Regions from separate parts of the Cricetulus griseus genome. Here region 1 is linked to region 2. The links are chromatin contacts, called in public Hi-C maps. All regions are on one chromosome and are shown on one strand. Each heading gives the region's core, a stretch centred on a gene start, on an enhancer-like site or on the middle of the called end of the contact. The rest is flanking DNA. Distances are from core to core; before and after follow the strand shown.

Region 1 (7,261 bases), core at 1,871-4,370, 300 kb after region 2:
CTGTGATCTCAGGCTGGAGGCAAAACATGAAACACAATCTTTCAAGAACTTCATTCATTCCCTGACCAGGTGTGTTGGGTACATCCAACTTACTAGTTACTTACCTAACCCTGCCAAAGGGGTGTGTGTGTGTGTGTGTGTGTGTGTGTGTGTGTGTGTGTGTGTGTGTGTGTGTGTGTGTGTGTGTGTGTGTGTGTGTTTTAAATCAATCACAGTGCTTTACAACAGCCTAGGGTCATGAAATCACCCCAGGAGTCCAGTGGTTTGGCCTCCCAAGTTCAGACTATGAGTATAAGTTAAAGCAAAGTAATAAAAAGCTTCAGGTAAAATGTGAGTGAGGAGGAACAAAGCCACTTTCTGGTCTGGAACCTGGCAAAGTAGACAAGCAACACTAGAGGGAAACCTAAGGGCTACAAAGTCAATGGCTCACAAACAAATTAAATGAAGATGAAGCCTAGAACTCACGTTAGCGTTAAGAGTCTAAACATGCCCCACATGTATTCAAATTGGGATCTCAGATATTGAGTCCTGTTCAAATTATTAAACATGAGCGAAGACTCCACCTCCCCACACACATATGAGGACAGAATTTGATGGCTGACAGGACAAGCTTTCAGGGATACCCTATTAGTGTGACCCTATCTTTAATCTACAGCCATGATAAAATGTCCCAACATACACAAACTCAGCTCCAACAGTGACTAATGACCATTAATCCCCCTATCTCAGTAATCTTCCCCCCAGTCATTCATCACACTGACACCTTCCTTTACACACGTGAACAAACTTTAGCAGAGAAGGTGAATCAACAAAAAAAAAAAAAAAAAAAAAAAAAAAAAAAAAAAAAACTCAAAGGTATCTGAGGCTGTAAATTAAACCAAGGGGAGATGGGGGGGGGGGGATTCAAAAGCCAGATAGATCAGATCTTAATATTTTGGATTTGCATCCATGGCTCAGAATGGGGAGTGGGGGACTATTCAATCATCTAGATATGCAAACTGAGAATAAAGGCTGCCATACAGAAAGGGGAAGTTGGAAGTGGGGGGAGAAGGGCCCCCAAAGAGTTGGTTTAATCTTCTCATCCATCCACTGTGACATAGATGAGATAGTCAAGGCTGAAATTTCAATTTTTGTTTTCTTCAAAGCAGCAACAACTTAGCATGTTTTCTATTTAGCTTAGTTCAAATGTGCCTTTCAACTTTCAGCTAAGGAAATATCTCAGGAGCTTACATTCTTTTAGGCATTTATTTGCTATCTTTTATTTCTTGTGGGTTTTCCTTTTTTTTTCCCTTCCTTTTTGTAGCCTCTTAGCTTAAGGGGAACCTTTGATCTAAACTTAAAGAATCACCATAGACCACAAATGTTCAAACTAGCCTCAACATTATTTCATAATTATGCAAATTATGTGACTCTACATTCAGGCCCTGATGCAACTTGAAGCTCACTCAGTATGTGACTATAAGGTTGTGTGTGTGTGTGTGTGTGTGTGTGTGTGTGTGTGTGTGTGTGTGTGTGTGTGTGTGTGTAGGCCTGAAACTGGATCCATGACTGAAATCATAATTTACCAAAAGGGAAGAAACAAAAGTTGAGTGCATGCTTCAGTCATCCATAGTTGAAGATTCTTAAGGCGTGCAGGAAAACTGTTTGCAAGCCCCCCACACTGTGCTTTCTCTTAGGACAGAAGGTATCTTAAGCCTCGTCTTTCCAGTACTTCATATGGAGTTGCAGAACTATTTAATTCATCCTAAGGCAACCTTCTGTTCTGTCTGGCCAACAAGAACATCCAGGCAACTTAACTGTTCCCTTTCAGACACTTGCAACCACCCGTTTCCCTTCTAAGCCCAGCCAGGCAGTGGCTAGTTTAGATCCTACCATGAGAACGAGTTATTTCCTCAAGTTTCTTCGGAATCGAACTTAATTACAGACTTTGGTTTACATAAAACAACTTCTAACAACCCCCTGAGCTGGAGTGGATTGGAGGAACAGATTCTGGATTCCTGGGAAGAGGGGATCCTCTGCCCCCCACAACTCCCCCCTCCACTCCAGCACCCCTTAGGATTCCTCAGATGGATGATACTCATTTGGCCTCATCCCGGGGACCAAAATTCGGGGACAACCCGCAGCCTCCTCCCACCCAAAAGCTTAGACAGGCGTTTGCCCAGAGTAAGCTGGGCGTGCCCTGAACTTGGTGAAAGCTACTAGGAGGTTTGGGGTGGTTTCAGGGGAGTTTGGGATGATAGGCCAGAGGGACAACCTCAAATGGGAAAAGAAAAACCTTTTCCTGGAGAAGTTCTGGAGGGTCGGGCCCCTCTGGCCTTAGAAGGCAGAGGTCGCCAAGAGTCAGTTCAGGGTTCAGGGTTCGATTATGAAAAGTGCAGTGAGGACAAGCAAAGGGGATCAGGGCTGAAGAAAGAGGGCGCGGGTTACCTGAACAGAGACATAGTAATCCAAAGAGGTAAAAGTGAGCAGGCTCCGCGATCATTGTCCTCGGGTGGGTCCTGCATACAGTCTCATGCCAAGAGAAGGGAGCAGAAGCGGGGATCTCCAAATTTATGGAAGCCACACACCATACACCCCACACACAAAGGCTTAATATAAGCAACGTGAGTCAATCCGCCAAGAGTTTGCAGGGCAGTTTCTCGTCGACCCCTCCGGAGGCTTGTCAATCCCTCGGAGCCCTTTGCAAAGAAAAATTCCAAGGTTTGTCTTCTCTGGCCCCCGGGTTTCCGAGGAGGCTCAGCCACTTCCAAGGATCATCCAAGGGGAACAACAAAGAGCCGAAACGGAGGAGCGGTTTCCTGCCTCCACAGTCTTGCTGAGCCTCCCGGCGTGCGCCTCCTCAGCGTGTGCCCGGGCGCCGCTAAGCGGCGATTGCAAAGTTGGGGTGTGAGAGCAGATGAAGAGGTGCCCCCCAAAAAGTGCTCCTTCGTCTAGAGGAGAGCCAGTCCGTAGCCGGCCACCCCCCTCTGGCGGTGATTGCAGTCAAGGTAGCAGCAGCAGCAGCTGGAGAGGGCAGTCTCGAGGTTCACGGGGTGCGCCTGGGTGACTCCGTGCGCCAGGAGGGAGCGAAGGGGCGGTACGGCGACAGAGGCTGCCTGGGCGGGCCCTTGTTCCCATCACTCGCGGGATGCGGAGAGCACGGGGGACCGCACCAGGACCGCGGATGCAAGCGCGCCTTCCGGGCGCCCCCAACCAGGCGCTGCACTCGGCATCGCTCCGGGTCCTGTTTCCACAGGGGCGCGCCGAACGCACCTCCAAAGCAAGCTGCAGTCCAAACTTCCCGGGGTGGCTGCTCTCACCCCCGTGCTCCTGGAAGCTTCGGAGGGGCAGCTCCTCCGGGAGGCCGAGAGTTGGTGAAGAGACGCGAGCAGAAGGAGGAGGAGGATGCTGTCTGCTGCCGAGGCTCGCCCGAGCTCCGCCCGGGGCTGCAGCGTCTGAAGTTTCTGCTCTCACGCTGCCTCCTCTCGGCTCGGCAGCTTGTGGGTTTCCCCCTCAGTCCCAGCCCCGGGTTTCCTCCCTTTCCAGCCCGGCTCCGGAACCTTTAAAGGGGACGCGCGATCCCTGCCATGTCCTCACTGGCGCTGCTCAGACAAGTTCTGCTTGTTAATATTTCCATCCACATGCCCAGAGTGCCCAACTGCGCCCTCAGGTGAGATTACGACTACTCAGGAGCAGAAATCTAAGTGAAGGAGAACTTGTCTTGGGTCTCCTGCCATCAGAGTCTCCCCTGCACCTTTTTTCCAAATGGAACCTCCCAAACCAAAGCCTTCAAAAATCCTCCAGGTCCCTCTTAACCTCTTCTTTACCGCTCCAGGGGACTGCAGTAAACTTCCAAATAACTTTACCCCTCTCCATTCTCATTAAATAAATAAACAAACACAAAACTGGTTTCATCTTTCAGCAAAGAGGCTTTAGGACAGAGCGAATGGACAATATCTAGACAATATCAGTCTATGGATACTCTCTTTTCCTTGAATTTGCTGAGGGTTCCATAGAAAGGTTAAATTCTAGGAGCGAGGGGTTAGGTCTTGGACCTTCATTATGTTTACAGGAGTCTCTTCCACTTGGTACCTTCTACATAGCAGAGAGTTAACAGTTAAAGAAGAGGAACAAATTGGGGAAGGCTACATATATTCTAAACTTTGCAATGATGGCCTGCTAAATCCCAAGGTATCAGGTACCCGTTAGCTATTATTCCTGTGATCACACCAACTTTATTCTCTCTCCTAAAAAACAATGGGGACTGTGAGGCTACCTCATGATTAGGCCAACTATGCCCAGTGTAAAATATGCCTGGGATAGTTGACAGAGGATGTTTTCGTGAATTCGTTGTTCCCTTTTTTTTTTTTTTTTTATTACATATGACACACCGAAAACCATGTAATGTATGCTGAAGGCTCGGTAAACATAAACGGTAGGTGTTGGCCATTTACAGCTATTGTTTTTATTAACGTTACTTTCTTCAAAGTTATGATATATGACTCTAAGCTGAATACTTAGCACCTTGGCCTGTGGCAGGTAGCATATGATAGATCAGGTGAAGAGGATTTGATCCATCGTGTGTGTGTGTGTGTGTGTGTGTGTGTGTGTGTGTGTGTGTGTGTGTGCTGTTGTACTTTTCTAGTTTTCCCTGAAGTGAGTGCATGCATTAGCTAAGTAAAGTACAAGTTTAAAAGAAGACTGTGTGCTGATTTTGGTCATGACCTATGAACTCAGAGCAACTGTCTGTGGGAAGAAACCCAGTTAACAGCACCCTGCCTTTAAAAGTGAAAGACAATTTTAGCCTGAGAAAGCTGACTGGAAACTCAGTAAACAAGCTGTGATGAGAATTCAAAGAGTCCAACCAGAATCTTTTCAGCAATAAAACCAGGAACGTGCAGTAAATGGTAAGAGACATACATTGATTTGGTATCTGTGAAGAGATATTTAGTGAAGAACAGAAAATTACTTTTTCTTGGAATAAAATGTCCTTTTAAGATAAGATAACTTAGGAATAGGAAATAAATAAGCTTAGTGTGATGGAGAGCAGGAGAAAAAGAAAATCCACAAATCTCCAAGTTATTTAAGTGAACTTTAAATAAAGATTTTGAAGTTCCATCTAGTGAGGGATATATCCTTTCTTTTTTTTCTTTTTCTTTTTCTTTCTTTCTTTTTTTTTTGTTTCCTGACACTCGATCTGGAGACCAGATTGGCCTCGAACTTGCCTCTGCCTCCTGAGTGCTGGGATTAAAGGCATGCACCAACAATACCCTGCGGGATATATCCTTTTATTTTCATTTATTTTAGGTGTGTGCACCCATGCAAGTGTGTATGTGACTGCAATCCTGTTCCGTGTGGGAGAGCCTCGTGCATGCTAAATACAGACTGTGCCATTAAACACCCAGTCTGAAAAAGCAGACCCTGTGCAAGAATTCCTTTCACACTGCTTCCCCAGTGCATCTCCCTGTCTTCACAATTTTATTGAGATCTCTCAAGATCAATTTCACTGGGAGGGCTGGAGAGGTGAATCAGTGGGAAAGAGTGTTTACTGCTTTGAAAGACCCTGGTTCTGTTCCTAGCACCACGATGAGCTGACAACTGTCTGTAATTCAACTTCTAGGGGATCTGATGCCCTCTGGTGACCTCCACAGGTTTCTCTATACCTGTCCTGCACATACACTCACACTCACACACACACACACACACACACACACACACACACACAAAATAAATAAATAAACAGTAATAAATACCTTTTAAAGATCTATTTCAACAGCCACAACATTTCCATTGAATCGAAACTAGATCAGTCCTAACTCCTGTTTCTCAACGTCAGTGGACTACACTATTGAACACCTTTGTTCCAGACTTAAAGATGAAATTACCTAGAGAGACAACAGTAAGTGCCCACCAGGAAAGAAACGATTACAGACTCTCATCTGAAGTGTTTTCTAAAATTGTCCTGTCAAGAATATCAGTAAAATTGACATCTAAATTAAGAGTTTGCATGCAGACGGTATTAGGGACCCATAACAGGTGCAAGTCAGAGGGCTAGCCAACTTCCCTCTTTTCTTTCACTCACTCACTCACTCTCCAACTCACTTCTATCCAAACAACTGCTGAGTGAACATCTACAGGAAAATAAAGGCTGCTGATGAGATAAGATGCAAATATAAGCCTCTTCTCCAGGCCCTAAGAGCTCTAATGCTTCTTCTTATGCAAAGAATAAAACCAACTCTAGAGCAGGGTCTGCCCCAAAATGCAACAAACAAAGACCCACTGGGTGAACTGATAGCTCTGAGTATTGTGGAGATGGATTTTTCACAGCACCTTGTCACCATCCCATCTTTGTTACTGAACATTAAGGTACCAGAAAGAATGCACAAAATATTCTCAGTGTGTTCTATGAGTAAAAGTATTTGCACATGCATAGGAAACATACTCAAGACAGGCCTCCTACAGCTCGGGCATGGACAACAGAAGTCTGAGCCACTCTAGGTTGTCCAGAAGACAAAAAACCAAGGTAAGAGTGTGCCTACATTTACATTCAAATATTCAGTTCAGATCACTTTAGTGAGAATATGGGTGGGGACTGCCATAATGAAATTCATTATATGGTGTGCTCTATTAAAAAGTGAAAGAAAAAGGCAGAAAGGAAGGGGGAAGCAGGGGAAGGAAGAAAAAGAGTAGCTGGTTTTAAAGATCACTTCCAAGAGTTTTGACCTTATATGAAGCTTAGCAAATTCAGGATCTCTCAGAGCATCTTCGAGAAGTTTCGAGAAACTTGAAAATAATGCATTCCAATAATAGTCTCATGATTAGGGACTTTTGACAGGCAAAATGCCAAAGCTACAGGGATCTCTCACTTGCTCTCATTTGATTGTATCTTTCCTGGAGTCCGGGTGGGGGGTGCAGTTGCAGGAATTCAGGAAATAACAAAAGTCCCAGGGTCTCTCCAGGGATCCCAGATTGCCCTCATTCTGATCAGGAAAGCAGAGTCCTGAGGAAACAACAAACCACAACATCTGTCTGTCTGTCTGCCTTCCTAGCAAGACGCCTGAGTATCAAACAGAGCCTGGGATGCAAGCCACAACTTCCAGCAGATCTGGTGAGTGAGCAGATCTGGCAAGAGACACACAGTAAGGCTTTGCTGACTACTCAGATATACCATCCCGCAGGAAACAACGGCTTATTTAGCAACTCTTACACAAAACTGCTGGGTAATCTATACACTATTTGGTGTCCAAAATACTAATCTAAAATGCATTTTTGACTGTTTTTC
Region 2 (6,638 bases), core at 3,801-6,300:
GTCATGGTAATTTGTCAGAGCAATAGAAAGCCTAACTAAGCCATTTCCTTTCCAAAACAGTTTAAAATCCACAAGTGCAAAGATTGCGTCTTCCTTTTTCATTGAGATTTCCTTGATGTTCAACTAATAGCATTTGTTAATTAGATAAAAATTCTATAAGACAGAGTAAGAATGACAGTAAATACTGATTGCTCTATATTTGAAACAGCAATAATTAAACTTTGATGTTTTAGTTGCCAGGCATCTACAGTCATTAACCATACATAATAATCAGTCAATGATAAACCATCTGTATAACCATGTTCCCATAAGATAGCATTGTCTAGTGCATTAGCAGTCTTAGTTTATATAACTGTACGCTGTGATGCCCACACAATGACACAATCACCTAGCATGTCTCTCAGAATGTATTGCCCTTGGTAAGTGAGTAATGGCTACATATCTCTAGTTTTCTATCTTTTAAATAAAGATAGCCCCATGGCTTCTACTCTAGCTTCTACTTGCCTTGCAACAATGGCTGGTCTGTAAGCAAAACAAAAACCGGCAAAGCAGAACAAGGGAGACCAATATGAGATCATGTTGACTCTTACCTAACTGGATGAACTGAGGCTCACTCTTCACCCCTGGACCAGCCCCAGTGCTTGCTGCCACCTCCACACTGTACCGGATCCCAGGAACCAGAGAGGGGATGACCACAGAAAAGGTAGAACCATCTACTGTCTTGTTTATGTGATACCTAGTTTCATTACCTAGACACCAAACCTGTAAGAAGCATAAAAGGAAAGGAAAGCTCATAATTTATCCAGGTTAATGAAAAGCTCCACATAAATCCTAGAGAAGTTTCAGACCTACACAGAGTTCAGATCTATCAAGAGTCCAATAAAGGAAACTTTAAAGGTCATTTTTTGCCTTGACCTAATTGTGAGATTATTCTAGTCAAACTACATTTTAGCAGTAGCTATAAGGTTTTCATAGGTACTTTGGCTAGTTAAGAGTCTACCATATAGGGCAGTGGTTGTCAACCTTCTTAATGCTGTGACCCTTTAACCCAGTTGTGTCTCGTGTTGTGGTGACCCCCAATACTAACATTATTTTAATTGCTACTTTATAACTGTAATTTTGCTACTATTAGGAACCATGATGTAAATGTGTGTTTTCTGATGGTCTTAGGCGACCCTCATGAAAGAGGTGTTTAACCATTGATATAGGGGATGGAGAGAAGTCTCAACAGTTAAGAAGGCTTGCTACATAATCAGGTATCATGAGGACCAGAGATTAGATCCAAACACCCATGTAGTTTAGTCCATAAGCATCTGTAACTACATTTCTGAAGGATCTGATATCCCTTTCTGGCCTCAGTGTGCACTGGCACAAACAAAAGTAAATAGATAAAACAAATAAAAATAATTTTAAGAATCATATCATATAAATTGGTCAACTTGCTATAACACGGTTATAGCTCTCACAAGGCTCTCATCAGCCCACTTCATTAAGGTTTTGCATGTCTTTTTTTAACATCAAGAAATTTTCATGAAGAAATTAAAAATTATTCTGCAGAAGACTGAACATTCACACAAAGTATGTGCCATCATCTTACAATTATACTACAAGAGGAACTCCATATGACTGGATGCCAGAAAACAGAGGTGCATAGGGATGGGTGGTGGTGGCGAATGCCTTTATCCCAGCACTGGGGAGGCAGAGGCAGGCAGACCTCTGTGATTGAGGCCGGGACAACTAAGGCTGTTACACAGAGAAACCCTGTCTCAAAACAAAAACTGTGTGTGTGTGTGTGTGTGTGTGTGTGTGTGTGTGTGTGTGTGTGTAAGAAGCACAGAGCCTGATACTTCGGGGAAGAATGAACCAGAACTAACACATCACATGAACATCAAAACCAAGAAACAGTTGTCTGAGAAGGCCGAAGAGCTCCTGAATAATCTAAAACATTTCATGTAAATATGGTTGGTATTGAAAATAAAATATTACCAAGAGGTAACACCCTAGGGTTTATCTAGTGTATGCTATGTTGGACTGTGAGCAATAAACAATAATAACAGAGCTTCAAAATAAATTGAGATAACAATTTCTGTTTCATAACACATTGGGAATCAAAAAGTAACCATATACACTTGATGCAAGAAAACTCTTGTAATGAAAAGGTACTCTGTGTAGTCATGAACTTTGACAGTGACATGCAGTAAGAAACCATCTACTTATGGAATTGAAAGTTTGACTACACTCTAAGTCTGGCTTTACATGTTATTACAAGATTACCTATAGAAGGGTAATTTTGAATAAATGGATATAGGGGATGAAGATACTATTATTGTTTCCATAAGGAAGTGGTTATCTAGAATGGCATTCATAATACTCTGGACTCTCTGAAATCCCCTCCAGCAGTAGGAAGGACTAGCTAGGATGGGCTATTTATTACCTAAATTATACTAGGAACACAGACAGCATCAGTCAAAACACCAAAGTTCTCGATCACCTTTAACTTTTAACTTTTTCTTTGCCAAGTTTTTATTACTGCAAAATACAGTTTCAATGCACAATACCCACAAATGGTGAGACATTCTATCTGGACCTGCCCATTGGAAAGAGACTCCTTTGTGAATTTTTTCCCAGCAATTACATTACACAGCTGAACCAAAAGCCACAAACTGATTTTGTACCAGTCAATCAGGTTCAGAACGGCATTTTATTATTTTAAATTGACCATGAAGTTAAGTGAAATCCATCCTTGCACATTTCTTGAGGAGAGAAATGAGTACTGACTCTTAGGGGAAAATCTCTAAGTTACACAATTTGGCTTGGGAGCCAAGACATCATCAAATTTTAGGCTCTTTTACAAATGCTTCTACAATAGTCTGCTTCCCTGGGCTGAAATATCGTATCCTGCTACACCCTAGTACCGAAACAACCTGAGCTCTTATGAGAAAGCATTTAAAATGAGGGCCATTTGTATCTTTTAATGAATCAATTCCAAGGGAAATTTTTATTTGAAATGCTTTGAACTATCTATCATATATAGCAGTCTTTAAAAGTATTCTCTCTCTCTCTCTCTCTCTCTCTCTCTCTCTCTCTCTCTCTCTCTCTGTGTGTGTGTGTGTGTGTGTGTGTGTGTGTGTGTGTGTGTGAGAGAGAGAGTCAGCAAGCCTGGGCTACTCTAATACAGGGCTTACAGCTTACAGGCACGTGCAACTCCTACTTTTTCCAGCAGCTTCTGCATAAAACTCAGGCCTCTATGCTCACGCTGCACGTATTTACTGACTGTACCCTCTCCCCAGCCCTATGCAATACTCAACAAGTTCATGAATAGCTCATGGACAAAAATTTTACAAGGTTATTTTTCTGTTTCAAAAAAAATCATTTCCAAATACTATGTCTACCATTCAACTTACGTTTAGTTACTACACATAGTAAAAACCAAACAAAAAAAATGCGTATTTTGTTTTCTGTTTTGGTGTGTGTGTGTGTGTGTGTGTGTGTGTGTGTGTGTGTGTGTGTGTCTCAAACCTCTCATCCTCCTGCCTTGTGTAATTCCACAAGAAGTGGAATTACAGGTGTGTATCAATTTGGGACTCAAAAACTAATTATGCTCCAAGCCAGCAAGATGTCTGAGTGGATTAGGAGCTGGTCACTAAGCTTCACCATCTGAATTAGACCCCCAGAAGCTGCACAGGAGAAGCAAAAACAGAGTCTTGGTTGTTGTCTGACTTGCCTCACTTACCCTGGCACACATGTACACACACACACACACACAATAATTAATGTTTCCAGGTACGGGTTCATATTCACAGATGCAGAGCCAGATATGTGCATGTTCTAACCTCAATAATGGTGCTAGCTAATAACCAGAAAACTATGCAGGCATCAGAGCGATGCTAAGTACAGGAGTGTATGCTTTACAGTTAAAATTTGCCATGGTAAAAGACACACACACACACACACACACACACACACACACACACACTGTGTTTGCAGAAACGCTGAAAAAGGACACACTTATTTGCTATTGAGATGTTCCTGATTCAATCCACTTACAACCTTTCTTTTAATTTTTGCTTATTTTCTTTCCAAATAGCTTTTTCTAGTATAGACAATTACTCCAAAATAATAGAATCTGAGAAATAATTTTACATGTTGGCTGTTGGGCCAGCAGATGGCGACAAAGGACAATAGACAATCCATACAGGTTCCTTTTTTCGGTGAGCCATGAGGGCTGCCAGTGAATGTCCTAAGTGTATTTGTTACCTTATATTCTTGAACCATTCCATTCTGAGTGTCTTCTGGAGGCGGTTGCCAAGTGACAAGAATCGCGGTCCCATTTCCGTCATTCTTTGATACGGTTACACTTCGGGGAGGGGCGCTTGGTGCTATTAAATTGTAATATAACAGAGTGTACAGAACGCCAAAACACACAGTATTTAAAAACACACAGTAAACATACAGATGCTGAATGCTTTAAGTATGGGTAACACCCAACACTCAAGGGCTCCAAACTATAACTCTTCTCCAAGTTATACTAAATCATTGATACTGTGAATTTTTTGTAACCAGTTGCAATTGCAGCACAAAACACCCCAGGACAGGGCATCAAGATGGCTCAACAAGCAAATGCATAGGCAGGGAAAAACTGTCCACCTTAGTTATGCCCCTGGATATCAAGGAAGAAGAAAAAATACTTTCCCCAAGTCTTTACTATGATGTCATATACCTACACACATTCACCCATATGCAGACTAGTGATCCATTTCTAAAAACTAAAAACATCCTTAGAACATCCTCTGTTCCTTCTAGCCTGTCACTCCAATCTCATATGTTCTCCTTAAAAATGTACAAAAATAGGAAAAAGAACACCAATTTTGTTACGTTTTACTATAACCTATCATCTATAAAGTCACAATTAGAGAAAATTCCTTTTTTTAAAAAAAGTATACTGCGAAATGAAATTCTTTATGTGAATCCTCTTTTCAGTTTTCAGCGGGGTGGAAATACTGGTTTGCCAAGAACTACAGGGTTTCCTAGCATGAGGCATCAGGAGAAAATGCAGACTCTGGAAAGTCCGGGCAAACCCAGATATTACTCACCTTATCTACACCCCATTAACGTTAGCTTCCGTGAATAAAAAAGCCAGCAAATCATGAGCTTTGAATATGAATTCTAGTAATAGTGTTAACACTTTCACCTATTTTGTGCACATTGCCACTGAAGCAAGTCACTTGTTACAACATTATGTTACTTATACTTGCTGTAAGTAAATAAATTGCCATAGCAAAATATTTTAAAATACACAGATTAATAATAAACATCACTACTAACTTTTAAACAACCTCCATTAGTTCAAAAGCACAGGAGATACCTTGCATGGCCCGGAAGCCCACTCCATCATACATACCTTCTTCTAAAGTTTTGGCAAATTTGATTTCACTGTCTGCTCCTTGAAACTCATTAAAAAATGGGCGAGCCTTAATCTCATAGTTGACACCTTTTCTGAGATCAGGGATCACCACACTATTTTTGGTTGGTGTCCTCACTTCAAAAACTAACCACTCAGATTCACTGTGGCCAGCTCCCGATGGCCGGTAGAGAATTTTATATCCTTGGATATATTGAGATTGTTGGTCCACCTATTAAAATGATGAATAAAAATGGCATTAGTCACACTGTTTTCTTGTTTCGATGCAAAGTAATAAGAACAATGCAACAAGTAGAAAAGAAAAAAAAAAAAAAACAACCAATGGGACGCCACAGTGTGGATTTCTAGTACACAACTGTAAGGAATCACTAGTTTCTATAATAATAATATTATATTATGTTTCAGCAAAAACGTAGGACTTCACTATGGGTGGCAAATCATATAAGAGACATGTGGGCATTTTAGAGAAGGCCGCTTTCCATTTTGGTTTTGAAAACCTACTAGTGTTAAGTTGGAAGTGGTGGGGAGGTCCGAAACATGAGGGGAAGCAGGGGAGAGGGAATATGACCAAAATACATTGTGCATATGCATACAGTTCCCAAATTCAGAAAACATTTTAAAAGTCTGCTCAAGACTACTTGGAAGTATTCCTAAATAAAAAAAAAATGCATGCCATATGTCATGTATTCAAGTCATAAGACTTCGTGATTCCCTTGACACTAGCGGGCTTAATTATTTTAGCATATATATAGATATAGATATATAGAAATATATCTATCTCTCTCTATATATATGTTAAAGGCAGATAGTTGGCATAATAAAATTAACATTGGTGTGGAAGTGAAAAACAGTGATGTCAATTCCCTACATGTAATAATCTCACAGAAATCCCGATTATTAAAAAACAACACACATGTTACACAAACTCACAGTCCAGTGTACTTCCACCGAAGAGGAGGAAAGGATGGTAGGGTTGTGGAGGTGCAAGACGACATTCCCCAGCTCTCTCTGGACCTGCTTGTGGTCCACCCCTTGACTGGTTGGTGGGACATCTGCAACAATCCAAGAACACGGTCAGGCCCTATGCCATGCACGGACAATAACTCTCCGAAAAGCAGAATCGGCGGAACTGTGAAGTCACCCTGAATACAGAGAAAAATAAGCAAACTTACCTTCTTTGTGTGTGTGTGTACATGTTCGTGTGTTTGTGTGTATA

What was found. Hi-C and Micro-C count contacts between places; a contact is called where the count stands out from the background.
Region 1: a contact with region 2 is called in a Hi-C map of the CHO-S cell line, with 12 times the contacts expected there. The contact joins the promoter of Robo1 here to the enhancer-like site in region 2. A contact is called at or near these places in 6 of 8 Hi-C or Micro-C datasets (the CHK-Q cell line, the CHO-K1 cell line, the CHO-S cell line and 2 more).

What each region holds. Positions count from the first base shown.
Region 1 is chr4:22,178,305-22,185,565 of CriGri-PICRH-1.0, forward strand. It overlaps Robo1 (roundabout homolog 1), which reads right to left and starts at 3,121. Exons shown (of 30, transcript XM_027412417.2): 1 at 2,428-3,121. The coding sequence starts at 2,482.
Region 2 is chr4:21,872,936-21,879,573 of CriGri-PICRH-1.0, forward strand. Robo1 (roundabout homolog 1) reads right to left here. Exons shown (of 30, transcript XM_027412417.2): 14 at 6,353-6,474; 15 at 5,402-5,633; 16 at 4,258-4,379; 17 at 591-762. Among named protein-coding and RNA genes, the nearest start is that of Trnar-ucg, 220 kb to the left of the region's middle. Within about 2 kb of position 5,051, at least 1 of the 6 cell types and tissues checked has open chromatin away from gene starts, as enhancers often do. A contact at or near this core is called in the CHO-K1 cell line, where this site is marked.